Linked DNA regions of Tachysurus vachellii: region 1 is linked to region 2. A link is a contact called in public Hi-C data. All regions are on one chromosome and are shown on one strand. Each heading gives the region's core, a stretch centred on a gene start, on an enhancer-like site or on the middle of the called end of the contact. The rest is flanking DNA. Distances are from core to core; before and after follow the strand shown.

Region 1 (7,081 bases), core at 2,137-4,636, 170 kb after region 2:
GCATTAGCAATGCATTGTATTGAATAATACATGATGCATACACAAGGTGAATCAAACACACTAACAACCAGCTCGGATGTTGAAAATAGATTTTTATTGAAGCATAAGGATAAGCCACATTTCATAAATAACGTCACGGCCTACATCTACATATAACAAAATGCGAAAATTAGCGGAGTGGCTCATATATGCGAGTCGATTCAAAGAGCCGACTCGCTTGCAAATAAGAATTCACTACAGGTGGATAAAGTACGGCTTTCCTTGAATACTGTCTAGACATACCGTAAAAAAAATATATATATATATATATATATATATATATATATATATATATATATATATATATATATATATATATATTTCAGTATACTGTGCTCTCCTTATTTCTGCTCCAGAAATATGATTTAAAAGCTTCTTTTACTTTCAGCTTTTTCCACTAGGGGTCGCCACTACGAATCATCAGTTTCCATCTAACTCTATCCTCGGCATCCTCTACTCTCACACCAATTACACTTCATGTCCTCATTTAACACATCCATATATCTCCTCTTTGGCCTTCCTCTTGACCTCTTACCTGGCAGCTCCATCTCCAACATCCTTCTAATAATATAACACTCATTTCCACACTCTCTCCATCACACTGGATGGTTATAAATACCTCAGCCCCCTGTAACCTCACTGTTCTAATTCCCTCCATCTCATTTAAACACATGTGAACAAGGTTCTTATAATTATGACTTGGTATGACTTATAATAATACACCTGTACATCCATTTTAAATTATAACAATTCATTTTATTACTCAGCGTGATCTGTAATACACTATTCTGGGAGTTTAATTATATTTTAGTATTATAATACAATACATATATTATACTATTATTTGGTCTAATTTCCTCCTGTGTCTACTGAAACTTCCCTGTGGATCCTATAGAGATATTAGCTTGGCTTATGTGATTGTGGATTCTGAGTAGCTGTGTGTTGCCCTTTCTACATTACCTCCACTCTCCTGATCTTAAAGTCTGATCTTAAAGGGATTAGAAACTGGCTGAATCTAAAACCACCAGGTGAGCTTCCATATGTTTTATGTTGCAGACAGAAAAAGAAAGAAAGTACGTATCTAAATAGATTAATTTTCAATCATTAGACATGAAGATTTTGGAAAATGTATTTTTAGGTTGTTTGTTAGTTTGTTAGTTTGTGTTTGAGCAATGAATTTCCAATAATCTCATTACTCACAGCCCCAACTGTACATAACACATTCATTTGGATATGCACTTTCTTTTTAGCATTTGTTCGTGTTTGGGCAGTGAATTAATCATTGTCACTCACAGTTTTACATTCTGATGTATAAAACTGCAGACCCTCAGATGTACAACACAGCCCCCGATTTAATAGCCCCAGTCCTAAACAATGCTAATGTTTACTTTTAATGTAGTGTAAATTTTCTTTTTTTTTTAACAATATCACTAATATTTTCTAAAAATCTCTCTGTTTATATTTAAATTTGAAACCTCACAAACACTGCAAAAGTGTCTCGTGGGCTTCATAGTATCTCAGTGTGTAAGGCTCTGCATAAGCAGATCATGAGTGGGAGGGGCTGAGGATACAGAGGATATTGGTATATTAAAATATGAATTAGAAAGGCAAAAATATAAACTAAGTTTTAATATTTTTTAATATTTAATATCTTTCCCATTCCCGTTGGAACCATCTGAGATATCTTGAGTAATACCACTAAGGGGCGGAAATTCACCCAGAAAATGTGGTCAGTAAGGGTCAGCGGCAGGCTGAGTCCCAGGATCTAAAGTTGGAGGTCCTGGGACTCAGCCTGCTGCTGTGTCAATTGATCTCTAACTTCCTGACAGACAGACCACAAGCCGTACGGGTGGGAAAACACACCTTATCCACCCTCACCCTCAGCACTGGAGCTCCCCAGGGTTGTGTTCTGAGCCCCCTGCTGTACTCACTGTACACATATGACTGTGTGGCCACTTCCAACTCCACCACCATCATCAGGTTTGTTGACGACACTGTTGTGGTGGGCCTGATCTCCAACAACAACGAGACGGCCTACCTACAGGAGACTAAAAACCTGGAGAGATGGTGCCAGGAGAACAATCTTCTCCTGAACATCAGCAAGACTAAGAAGTTGACAGTGGACTTGAGCACAAAGCAGAAGCGGTCATACCAACCACTAAACATCCGCAGTGGAGAGAGTGGACAGTTTCCGGTACCTAAGTGTTCACATCACACAGGACCTGTCTTGGTCCTGTCACATTAACACCCTGGTGAAGAAGGCCTGGCAGTGCCTGTACTATCTGAGACGCTTAAGGGACTTTAAACTACCCTCAGGTGCTAAAGACTTTCTACACCTGCACCATTGAGAGCGTCCTGACGGGGAGCATCACCTCCTGGTTCCGGAACAGCACCATGCAGGATAGGCGAGCCCTACAGAGGGTGATGCAGTCAGCTGAACGTACCATCCACAGCGAGATCACTGTTTTTCTGCACAACCTGTTTTTGCACTATGACACTTTATGCATACCATACTGCACATGGACACTTTAAGGACAATCATTAAAACCATACGCATTTATGTATATACATATATTTTTCATGTTTTATATAGTTTATACTTTTTATTTATCTACCTCCTTTTGGTTTTATTTTTATCCTTAATTCCATTCCTTTTTATGCTTGAATACCAGACAGAAGTAAAAAGCATTTCACTGCATGTCGTACTCTGTATGTATGTGTATGTGACAAATAAAATTTGATTTGATTTTGATTGATTGGTTGGTTGACTGATTGATTGATTAGTTAGTTGAATAATTGATTGATTGATTGGTTAGTTGATTGGTTGATTGATTGGTTAGTTGAATGATTGGTTGATTGGTTAGTTGAATGATTGATTGATTGATTGGTTAGTTGATTGATTGATTGGTTAGTTGATTGATTGATTGGTTAGTTGAATGATTGATTGATTGATCTAAAATAAAAAAAAACACACAAATACATATTATTCATAAACAAAGTTCGGTTTTATCATCTGAAGCATTATGGCAATGCGGGGTTTTATTTTAGAAGTTAAACAGTTATTTACAAGAACACTACAGGAACGTGAAGCTGACACGTGCGGAGCGTCCAAAGTCTGCATCCCTTAACGTGCTCACCGTCTTATTTGAATATTCTGCGCACGTGCTGCTTTACCGACCAATGAGAGCGCGGAGAAAGTGGGCAAGCCGTGTTACGTCAGCAGCCCGAGTTATCGGCCGTATCCCAAACCGCATCCTATTGGATAACCGAGGTACCTACGCACAAGGCGAAGCCGTTATTCCGTTGCCTGCACCGAAGTGCACTAGGATAGGGATCAGGACGGCGTTTGGGATTGAACCAAAACGTGAGCTGGAACTTCATGAAAACTGCACAGGCACACAGAAGCGAGCGGTTTGGAGAAAGTGTCAATTATTGACTGGTGATCATATTCGAAACGATTGTTTTTGTGCTCGGATGGATTAAGCTTGTGATCATGGTGGTGAATTCGGTGCACTGGTTCCGAAAAGGGCTCCGACTTCATGATAATCCCGCGTTACAGGAGGCGTTAAATGGCGCGGACACCGCGCGCTGTGTTTATGTTTTGGATCCGTGGTTCGCTGGAGCTGCAAACGTCGGTGTCAACCGCTGGAGGTGAGCTGATTTATCTGTTACACACACAAGCTTCCCTCAGCAGCTAACGGCTAACAGCTAACACACACCTGCAGTCAGTCTTCTAAACTATAACGAATCATTAACTCTTTTCGAAAAGATTGTGTTATAATATTGTGTTTCATGCTCCGTTTGCTGTATTAATAAGAAGAAATCACGCATATAGTCTTAAAAAAACGGTTAGGTAAAAATGTAAATTTTATTTCTGATAATTTATTAATTTAAATCATTTGTATTAAAACAAAACCACAGCAACCAATTAAATATAAATATAATATAATATATATTTATATATAGCCTAAATTTATTGATTTACCAAAAAGACGAAGTAAATAAGTCAACATGCGTCACTAACCGGTTAGGACACTAGCATAACAATATAACAACAACGTTTGGTCGTGTCTCAAATCGCGTACTGTTTTTTTTTTTTTTTTTTTACAAAAGTGCGCTTGACGTGAGCCAATTCTTCAGGTTCATGCCACACTCAGAAGTGCCCGGATGTGTAAACCCTCGCGCACTACAAAGGATGTTTTTGGAACACGACCACACGTGTCGGGTAGTCATGCTGTTTATTACAAGAACTACTTGTTTAATGTCGGCGTTTTAGCCTCACTCTGACTACTGAGAACACACAAGTGACGATTATAACTTTATAGCTTTGCGTCTTAACCTGATCGGTGGTGTTTCTTTTATTTTATTAAACACAACGCTGTCAAAAAATACTGATTCGTTTTTTTATGGCAGCTCTGAAAGTAGTTCCGGCTGCGAGGCGAATCACTGCATCGTTTCAATGCGTTTTGTTTTGTATTGCATAAATTAATTTTGTTTGTTTGTTTGTTTTTTAATTAAAAAATAATAATTGTAAAGTATCCTGTGTGGACATGTTTATAAAATAATAAATTTCAGAGTGTTATTATTATTTTTATTATTATTATACATGAGGCTGCACCAGATCATCACTGATTATAACAATACACCTGATGTATTTTTTAAACATATTTTTAATCCATGTTGTTTATAAACTCTACAGGTTTCTGTTGGAGTCATTAGAAGATCTGGATACGAGTTTAAGGAAATTAAATTCGAGGCTGTTTGTGGTGCGAGGGCAGCCCGCGGATGTGTTTCCCAGACTGTTCAAGGTGTGTTTGTTTTTTGTCTCTCTCCATCCTTATTGTAACTTCTCATGCATTTTTAATAACATATTTATCCTGATCAGGGTTGTGTTGGTGTAAGAGTCTGTCCCGAAAACATAAACATTTTTTTGTTGTTCTGTTATCAAACAATTAAAAATGCATTAAAAAAAAATTGCAGTTTCCTGTCTGTTGCATGTGTGATGACGCCATCCTTAAAAAAAACTATGGAATAAGTTTTGGTGTATCGAAAAATAAATCTGCCTTTGAGCTGTTTTCCGTTCATACTTTTTTGTTCATAAATTTTGTACCTTTTGCCTGTATGAAATTCTGTGTTGTGGCCTTTCAGTTTTATTGTTGTACAGTATGTGCGTTCGCTCAGACTCTTTTTGATTCTATTTAATTTATTTGTATAGCGCTTTTAAACAATTCAGATTGTCTCAAAGCAGCTTTACCGAAGCACAGAAACATAATAAAATAAAAAAAAATTAAAGTTTAAATTTAAGTTACTATATAACTATGACACCTATCCAAAATGATCGAGTCGGAGGCGACGACATCAAGGAAAAGCTCCCTGAGAGGATATAAGGGAAGAAACCTTGAGTGGAACCAGATTCAGAAGGGAACCTCTTTCTCATTTGGGTGACATAAAGATTGACACACAGATTGATATTCTGTGCTTTGTTATCAGTAGCATGTTTGGGTCCGGCGGATCAGGAGACGCAGATTTTATATCAGGCCTATTTGTTTGTAGTCGTAGCGGAGAAGTAGGTTTAGGTTTCTTTAGTTTAACTCCTGGCTGTAACAAAGGACCACAAAGTCATTAGAGCTTCATAGCAGCAAATAAACAAACCACAGATATGAGACATTTTTTTTGTTTACTACCTGGACATTCTGGTATCATTCAGCCTTCCTCTGTGCTGGATTTCCTTCATGAGGGATTTTTTCCATTGATTCAGTTGATCACCCTCTTGTTATGTCTGTAGGCACTTTCTTTCAACTGCAGACTAATTTGTGTTTTTAGAAATGCAAGTTACCATCATTTTTTTTTTCCTTTTCTTTATCTGGAAAAAATATGGTGGTAATTAAAATAATCAAATTTGTTCAAGGTATTAAGATCTTTCACGAAGCCAGAATAATAATAGCCAAAGTCAAGCTGTTAAACAAAAACATGTCTGTGATTTTGTTTATTTGCTATGAAGTGTAAAAGTTGGATGAAGATTCTCTGAGTGTAATGATTATAACTTGTGCCAGTGGTTATATGCACAAAATGGTTAAATAATCTAAAAAGCTAATGAGATAAAGAAATGAAGCATTTTAGGTTAACAAGAAATTGGAACATGTCCAAGGAGAAGACCAGGAAAACTGATGCTTTACTAGTTTAGCTAATAATAATCAGTGTTTATGATGATTACATGTGATTATTATATTCCATGCATGTCAGTGGAGTTTAAGTTGCTCTCAGTCATGCCTACATTGGTAGAGACCCGGGTACATCAAACCACCATGTTACTGAATCTTTTTATATAAGAGCAAAGCCCCTGTTTTCTCTTTCTCGCACTGCCATGTATCAAACTGTACCAATTCAGTGACCAATCAGATTTGAGAATTCAGGCATACTGAAGTATAAAGAATGGTTTGTTTGCTACCAATTAATACATGAAGGAACTTTAAGTTGCTTAATTGTTTTAATTGTCCTACTAGTGTCAAGACATGTTATACTAAACCAATAGTTGTCTTCATCTTAACGAGATCTCGCTCTCTCGCTCTCTCGCTCTCGCTCTATTCTTTCTCTCTCTCTCTCTCTCTCTCTCTCTCTCTCTCTCGCTCTATTCTTTCTCTCTCTTGCTCTATTCTTTCTTTCTCTCTCTCTCTCTCTCTCTCTCTCTCTCTCTCTCTCTCTTGCTCTATTCTTTCTCTCTCTCTCTCTCTCTCTCTCTCTCTCTCTCTCTCTCTCTCTCTCTCTGGCTCTCTCCCTCTTTTTCTTCCTCTCACTCTTTTTCTCTTTCTTTCTCTCTCTCTTTTTCTCTCTCTTTCTCTCTCTTACTTGCTCTCCCTCTTTTTCTCTTTCTTTCTCTCTCTTACTTGTGCTCTCTCTCTCTCTCTCTCTCTCTCTCTCTCTCTCTCTCTGGCTCTCTCCCTCTTTTTCTTCCTCTCACTCTTTTTCTCTTTCTTTCTCTCTCTCTTTTTCTCTCTCTTTCTCTCTCTTACTTGCTCTCCCTCTTTTTCTCTTTCTTTCTCTC
Region 2 (7,061 bases), core at 2,197-4,696:
TGCTCCGTTGTCACATATGGACACTTAGAGCTATGCTCCAGTCAGATACTGGACCTCATGCATCTTCTAACCATCAGCAGGGAAGAAGGATCTGATTCCTAGATCAGGCTGTCCACTGTACCTTAACTTTTAAGGGTTGTCATAGCCAGTTTTTTTTCTTCATTTCTTTTTCTTCCAGTTTCGTCTGAACCAGCTGCAAGCCCGCACATCCAGTTTAAGCAGATCCATGAGCCAGGCGTCCTTCTGTGCCCCAAGCATAAACTCAGACAGAGATATCTAATCTGAAACGGAAGAACCATTCGTTATGCTCCTTTAACGTTACACAAGTAACCAATTTTTACGCTCACAGTATCTCTAGCTCTAGCTCTAGCTCGACAGCCATATGGAGGCTCATAAATCAAATCATAATGAAATCCCTCAAGGCTCTTCTAGGAAACGTGGGATTCCACTGAACATAAACGGTGTGATGATATAAAATATTTAAGCACTTCCACTTCCACTGCAGTGTATACATGTTTATTAAGGATTATGTGTGAACATAATTCTCCATCTGAGGTAAATCAACACAAATATTTTTACATAACCATTAATACAGTGTATGAATGACATATCTGAAGGATCTTCATTAGGAGCCGTTGCTGCAGAATCATTTGTGAACAGTTCTGCATTTAAAGCTCTATATATATGTGAGTGTGTGTGTGTGTGTGTGTGTGTGTGTGTGTGTGTGTGTGTGTGTGTCCAATATCAGTTTCTTTTTTTTTTTTTGCTGGTGCAGAGATGCCTGTCCTGGGGTGCACTATTTTCCTGCCATTATCTCTACATATAGATTACCTGAATTGTGCATATGAGAAATATAGAATCTTCAGAATTAATTTATTTATTTTCACTGTTACTGTCGCTTTGAAAATCTATACCAAGAAATGTAATGAAATTATTCCATGATTCGTGTGGGGCTGTAGCTGAAGCGAAGGACATAATATATGGACGTGTCTCTTTGACCTTGTGTATGAAAATGGATGAATGGATGGATAAATGAGTGTGTGTCGAGTTGGAACATTATTCAGGCTGCCCTGAGCCTCTCCTATCCATCCATCCATCCATCCATCCATCCATTTTCTGTAGCTACAGCACTTATCCTGCACAAGGTCCCAGGAACCTGGAGTCTATTCCAGGAGACTTATGGAACAAGGTGAAGGACACCGTGGATGATGTTCCAACCTCACACACACTCATACACTCATTCACAGAGGGTTTGACATCCCAATCATCCTTAAGTGCATGTATTTAGACTGAGGGAGGAAAATGGAGTATCCAGAAAAAACGCTTAAAGCATGTAAATATATTACTAAGCATATGTATATGTTTATGTATAAAAATGTTTTATTTCTAAAACTATTTATGTATAAAAAAACAGTACAACTGTCACACCAGGAGGAGGGAGACAAACCCAGATACAGGATAGCTTCAAATGATAGGGTTTAATAAATAATAATACATAAAACAGGAATAACAGACGAAAACTAAACAGGATAAAGGACGAGGATACACTGACGAACACACTTACGATGATTCCGCGCTGCCATTGGCAACGCGGCACGGATAAATAGACATAACAATTAATACATAGGGAACAGGTGTGTAGAGATGGAGTAAACAAAGGCGGGGCAGACACGTGACATTAACAGACACACATGTCCTGACAGTACTCCCCCTCGAGGCGCGGCTCCCGAAGCACCAAACCTGTCTTAATGACAATCCCGACGAGGTCTAGGAGGGGGGAGCAAGGAACACGGCAAGGCAGATGGGGTGAGCAATTCACACGGCGAGGCAGGTGGGGTGAGCAAGGCACACGGCAAGGCAGGTGGGGGAGCAAGGCACATGGCGAGGCAGGTGGGGGAGCAAGGCACACGGCGAGGCAGGTGGGGGAGCAAGGCACATGGCGAGGCAGCTGGGGGAGCAAGGCACATGGCGAGGCAGGTGGGGGAGCAAGGCACACATAGAGGCACCTGGGGGAGCGACACCCACCGACGTGCTGAAGGGCCGAGCAAGTCAACCACCGAGCTGAAGGGCCAAGCGACGTCCACCGCCAAGCTGAAGGCAGAGCGACGTCCATCACTGAGCTGAAGGGCCGAGCGACGTCCACCGCCAAGCTGAAGGCCGAGCGACGTCCACCACTGCAGGGCCTGCAACACCCCCCCGCGGATGAAGTGAGGCAACGTCCTCCTCGGACGGAACCAGAAATGGAGCAACGTCCGAGTTTGCGCGGAATCATTCTGTCACATCAGGAGGAGGAAGACAGACCCATGCGCAGGATAGCCTCAAATGAGTAGGGTTTAATAAATAATAAGACATAAAACAGGAACACAGACGAAAACTATACAGTACAAAACAATAACGTTACATTCACAATACACTGACGTTACACTGACGAACACCCTGACGATGATTCCGGTTAAATAGACATAACGATTAATACATAGGGAACAGGGAGGAGTAAACAAAGGCGGGGCAGATACGTGACATAAACAGACGGGATGAGTCCTGACAACAACCTAGAAACAAGATGTTTTTTAGCATGAGGTAGAGATTAAATAGTGTACTATCTATTAGTCTACTCTATAAAGAAAATTGCTTTTATCTTTTACAAGATAATCAAGTCTCTATATACAGTCAATATTCTTTCGTCTAGTTTATAGTTTAATTGTAATGTTAATTGTTACCATGTTATGGAGTTTAAGTATCTGTCATACTGACAACTCACATCCACTTACCATCTTTATTAAGGTCCACACGCTCAAATACCCTGTCAGACTCTTCATCAGGTATCATGTCTGTGTTCTTCTTCTTCGGCTTCCAAATGATCTGAGAAGCGTACGTGAATGAATCACCACGACATCACATTACTCCGATTCATTTGCCAGATGCTTTTATTCAAAGTGACTTAAATTAATTGTGTTCAAAATATATTAAAGCAAAGAGCAGTTCTCTTACTTTAATAATGCTCTTCACCTCGAGCCGATCCTTCAGGTTTCCTCTCAAAACCAGATGAACAGCTGCAACAAACTCCAGGAAGTCGATCATGTTGATCAAAAATATATATTTGTGTGTGTATGTGTGTGTGTGTATATATATATATATATATATATATATATATATATATATATATATATATATATATATATATATATATATATATATATACATTTCGAATTTATACAATATGTGTGTGTATGTGTGTGTGTGTGTGTATGTGTATATATATATACACATACACACACAAATATATAAATTGAAATTTAATTATAATAAAATTTTATTTGTAAAGAAAAAAAAACAATAATAAAAGAGAAAAGTAAAGCGTTTATATTTAACAGTAGTTGGTACTTTGGTGCCCTCTAGCGACAAACAAGAATCTTTATAATTCATAATTCCGTAAACATCCTACACGTCACTTCCTGTTACAGTCAGCTGCAAAACATAGCTAGAAGGTCTTAGGCACTATTTTGTGCAGTTGGTTATTTCTATGTTATAATTGTGTTATAGACACGTTAAAGACGCTCCTTATTATTACCAGTGACTTCAGTTATGAAGGTGAGTCTCAGTCTGAGTTGTTTTGCTCGTATTTACGAGGCTTTGCGTCACTAATAAATATAAATATAAATATAAATATAGGTGTCATTGATACTTTTCACTTAATGCCATAAAGTGTATATATATATATATATATTTACAGAAAATATCCGTGCATGTTTTTGTTCAGTGTTGTTTGCTGTATGCACAGGGATATAGTGTTACCATATTGACACAATGGGTTCACTTCACACTGCGGCCCTGTTGGAAATGAAGTGCACTAGGAAGGATAACTGACACTATGTGAGACGTAGTGCACTACTGTAGGGTGGAGGGAGGGATTTGGGACACAAGCTGTGATATAATCTCTAAAAGCCAGGGGATCTGATCTGATCTGATCTATACACCCAATAATAATACACAAAATGTACTCCTAGTTAATGATGTTTATATTGTCATAGATTTTATTTATATATATATATATATATATATATATATATATATATATATATATATATATATATCCATATTGTCTGCTCTTGTCTCTGACATGTGAGATATCAGCATTGATGAGTAATTGTGTTTGTTATTTGTTACCCAGACTGAATAATATAATGCTTTACTACACTTTACTACACTACACTTTATTAAAGTGTAGTCTTTCAGCCCAAGACATGTTCAGACACATTTGTTTGTGTGTGTGTGTGTGTGTGTGTGTGTGTGTGTGTGATACGTCTAACGCGCTCTTGTCTCTAATAAAAAGAAGGATCTTACAGAACACAGTGATGTCTTGCACACACACTGACACTATTTTGTCACTAGTTTAATTATAACCACCATACATGTATTTTTGCATACAGAAATCTCAGCCTCAGTCGGTAACTAAGTTGAAGACTTACTGTATCTAAACGTTTATTCGTTCTTAATCTAATGATAACTTGTGAGCCTTGTTGTGGCTGTTGTGTTAATAAGGTACTTTCTATATACAGTAGGTGCATACATACTGTAGTATATGTGGGCAAATAGTTTTAAGTTTATAGCCATTTACATCCGGGAAAACGATACGATTATCACAGTGACTCATCCTGTACCAGATCTGGTTTCGACTAATCGAATGCTCGGGATGCGTATGAACGTCTATGTCCCGCCCACGGCGGTTCTTGCTCTACAGCAGCAGCTTACTAACAGCAAATGATTTTTTTATTTTTTTTTGCTGTGGTTTGGTTTTTGGATATGTTTTGTGTTTCTCCCCACAGTATTCTCTGTTGCGACACTCCCATGCTGGAGTAAAAATAGATAGGAATGTGTTTATTTCATATTTTTTGCAAGTTGGCAGTTATGTGAGAGTTATGTTTTCAGAAAAGAGTCTTTTACTGCTGAAATACAGCTAATTTGACCTGCTTGAGGACGCAGTTTTGTTTCACTACGTGCGAATAGTATTATTTGACCTAGTAGTGTAATGTTAAAAATGAATTCTAAACATAACACTCAAGACAAGTTATAAGTCTCCCATCATCTGCGGTGCTTCTGTTCGACACTACACAGCATCTCTGTATTTAGGACAGAACATCTACAGAAATCCTCTACGTTAGTCTTGAACTGTTGATCATATTTAACTAGTTTGATAAGTCTGCTTCTATTCATGGGGCTTGGTGTATCTCACACGCCATTGGCTGAGGTTCTTAATCGATCAAGCACTTCCTGTTTTTGAAAGGAAGCATGTCAGGATATAGAACCTGTTCAATACACAGTCAGTTCTCAAGTCACTGGGGCATCAATGTCAACACCAGATTAAAGCCTGAATTTATAATATTTATATAAAAAAAAAAAACCTTGACCCTTGGTAGACATTTTGGTGTTTGGGGAAGCCTGTGTCATTTTGTGTTATTTTGGCTGAACTGTTGGTCATGGTGACCGATGCTCCTGCAGGGCCCGAGCACAGACAGCGGCGAGATGGACGTAATGGACGAGAGCACTACATCACCCGCCGATCCCAACAGCGATGACCTCCCACCGTACCTGCGCGAAGATCCACCAGAAGGTACGGCACTTTCCATCTTCCAATCTTCTCTCTTTTCCTAAAACTTTCCACAATCTCTACAGCTCAGAGCTCTGAAAAGAATTTCAAAATAGATGGTAACTTACATATCCACGGAAGTGGTTAAGATGTTGGACTTGAGGTCGGAAGGTTGTGAGTTCAAATCCAAGGATCACAAAGCCACCACTGCTGAGCCCTTTCATTCATTCATTCATCTTCTACCGCTTATCCGAACTACCTCGGGTCACGGGGAGCCTGTGCCTATCTCAGGCGTCATCGGGCATCAAGGCAGGATACACCCTGGACGGAGTGCCAACCCATCGCAGGGCACACACACACTCTCATTCACTCACACACTCAGACACTACTGACAATTTTCCAGAGATGCCAATCAACCTACCATGCATGTCTTTGGACTGGGGGAGGAAACCGGAGTACCCGGAGGAAACCCCAGAGGCACGGGGAGAACATGCAAACTCCACACACACAAAAGGCAGAGGTGGGAATCGAACCCCCAACCCCGGAGGTGTGAGACGAACGTGTTAACCACTAAGCCACCGTGCCCCCCGAGCCCTTTCATACTTTTTTAATTTTTTATCAAACCATTCAGCATTCTATTGATAACACTGATGATAATAGCAGGTAGTCAGGCGGCATTGTGGGTAACGCAGGAAACCAAAGATGTTGAATTATAATGAATGAGTTTTTTTTCAGGGTGGATTTTTTCCCCCTTAAAGGGGAATAAACGATCGGTAAACCGTCGGAGACCTGACTACACGTTTCCTTACGTTGAGGGTATAACAACTCTAGGACAGTGTACAAAATGAACAAAGAAGCATCTCCTGCATCTTCCTTTGTCATCTTCCGGTGCAAATGCATCGATTAAAAGATTTCCAAAGCTGTTGAAAGGAAAAAAGCTTCATGTGGAGATTTTGTAGCAGTAGTATTTTCTCACACAAGATGGCACTGTGTGTTTGCAATAGGCAATAAAAGCAGCTCTGCATTCCTTTGTGAATTTTTCGGTTCATTACTATTGTATATATTCCAGTCATGGTCTTCAAAGCCTTTTCATTACTTTATTAGCTCATGTGAAGGCAACATCAGCGCCGAGAGCTGCGGAGCAGCAAAACTTCACCGAAACACTTGCAGCTTTATTCTAAAAAAAACAACAACAGCTATACGCCATGGAGGAATTGTTCATAAATGAAAATAGGAGCGTTGGAATACACAAGGCTGATGCTGTTGGGTGTTGTTTCATTACACACCAGTTCAGCAAGCCTGTAGGTTTGTCCTTGCATTGGTTGGTAGTTTTTCTAATTTTGGTGCTTTTTTTTTTTTTTTTTTAAATGTTGATTCGAATCGTCCCTTCTGATTAACATATCATCCGACTGGACAGACGTAACACATTTATGAGTCATCTGAATCCCAGCTATATACTTCTGCTGTGTCTCGA

The links. A called contact is a pair of places that touch in the nucleus more often than the background predicts.
Region 1: a contact with region 2 is called in a Hi-C map of muscle, with 2.9 times the contacts expected there. The contact joins the promoter of cry2 here to the promoter of zgc:101566 in region 2. A contact is called at or near these places in 2 of 3 Hi-C or Micro-C datasets (blood and muscle).

What each region holds. Positions count from the first base shown.
Region 1 is chr13:5,192,078-5,199,158 of HZAU_Pvac_v1, forward strand. cry2 (cryptochrome circadian regulator 2) reads left to right here and starts at 3,387. Exons shown (of 12, transcript XM_060884820.1): 1 at 3,387-3,690; 2 at 4,739-4,847. The coding sequence starts at 3,533.
Region 2 is chr13:5,019,958-5,027,018 of HZAU_Pvac_v1, forward strand. It overlaps zgc:101566 (Transmembrane protein 263-B-like), which reads left to right and starts at 3,447. Exons shown (of 3, transcript XM_060885174.1): 1 at 3,447-3,591; 2 at 5,500-5,611. The coding sequence starts at 3,586.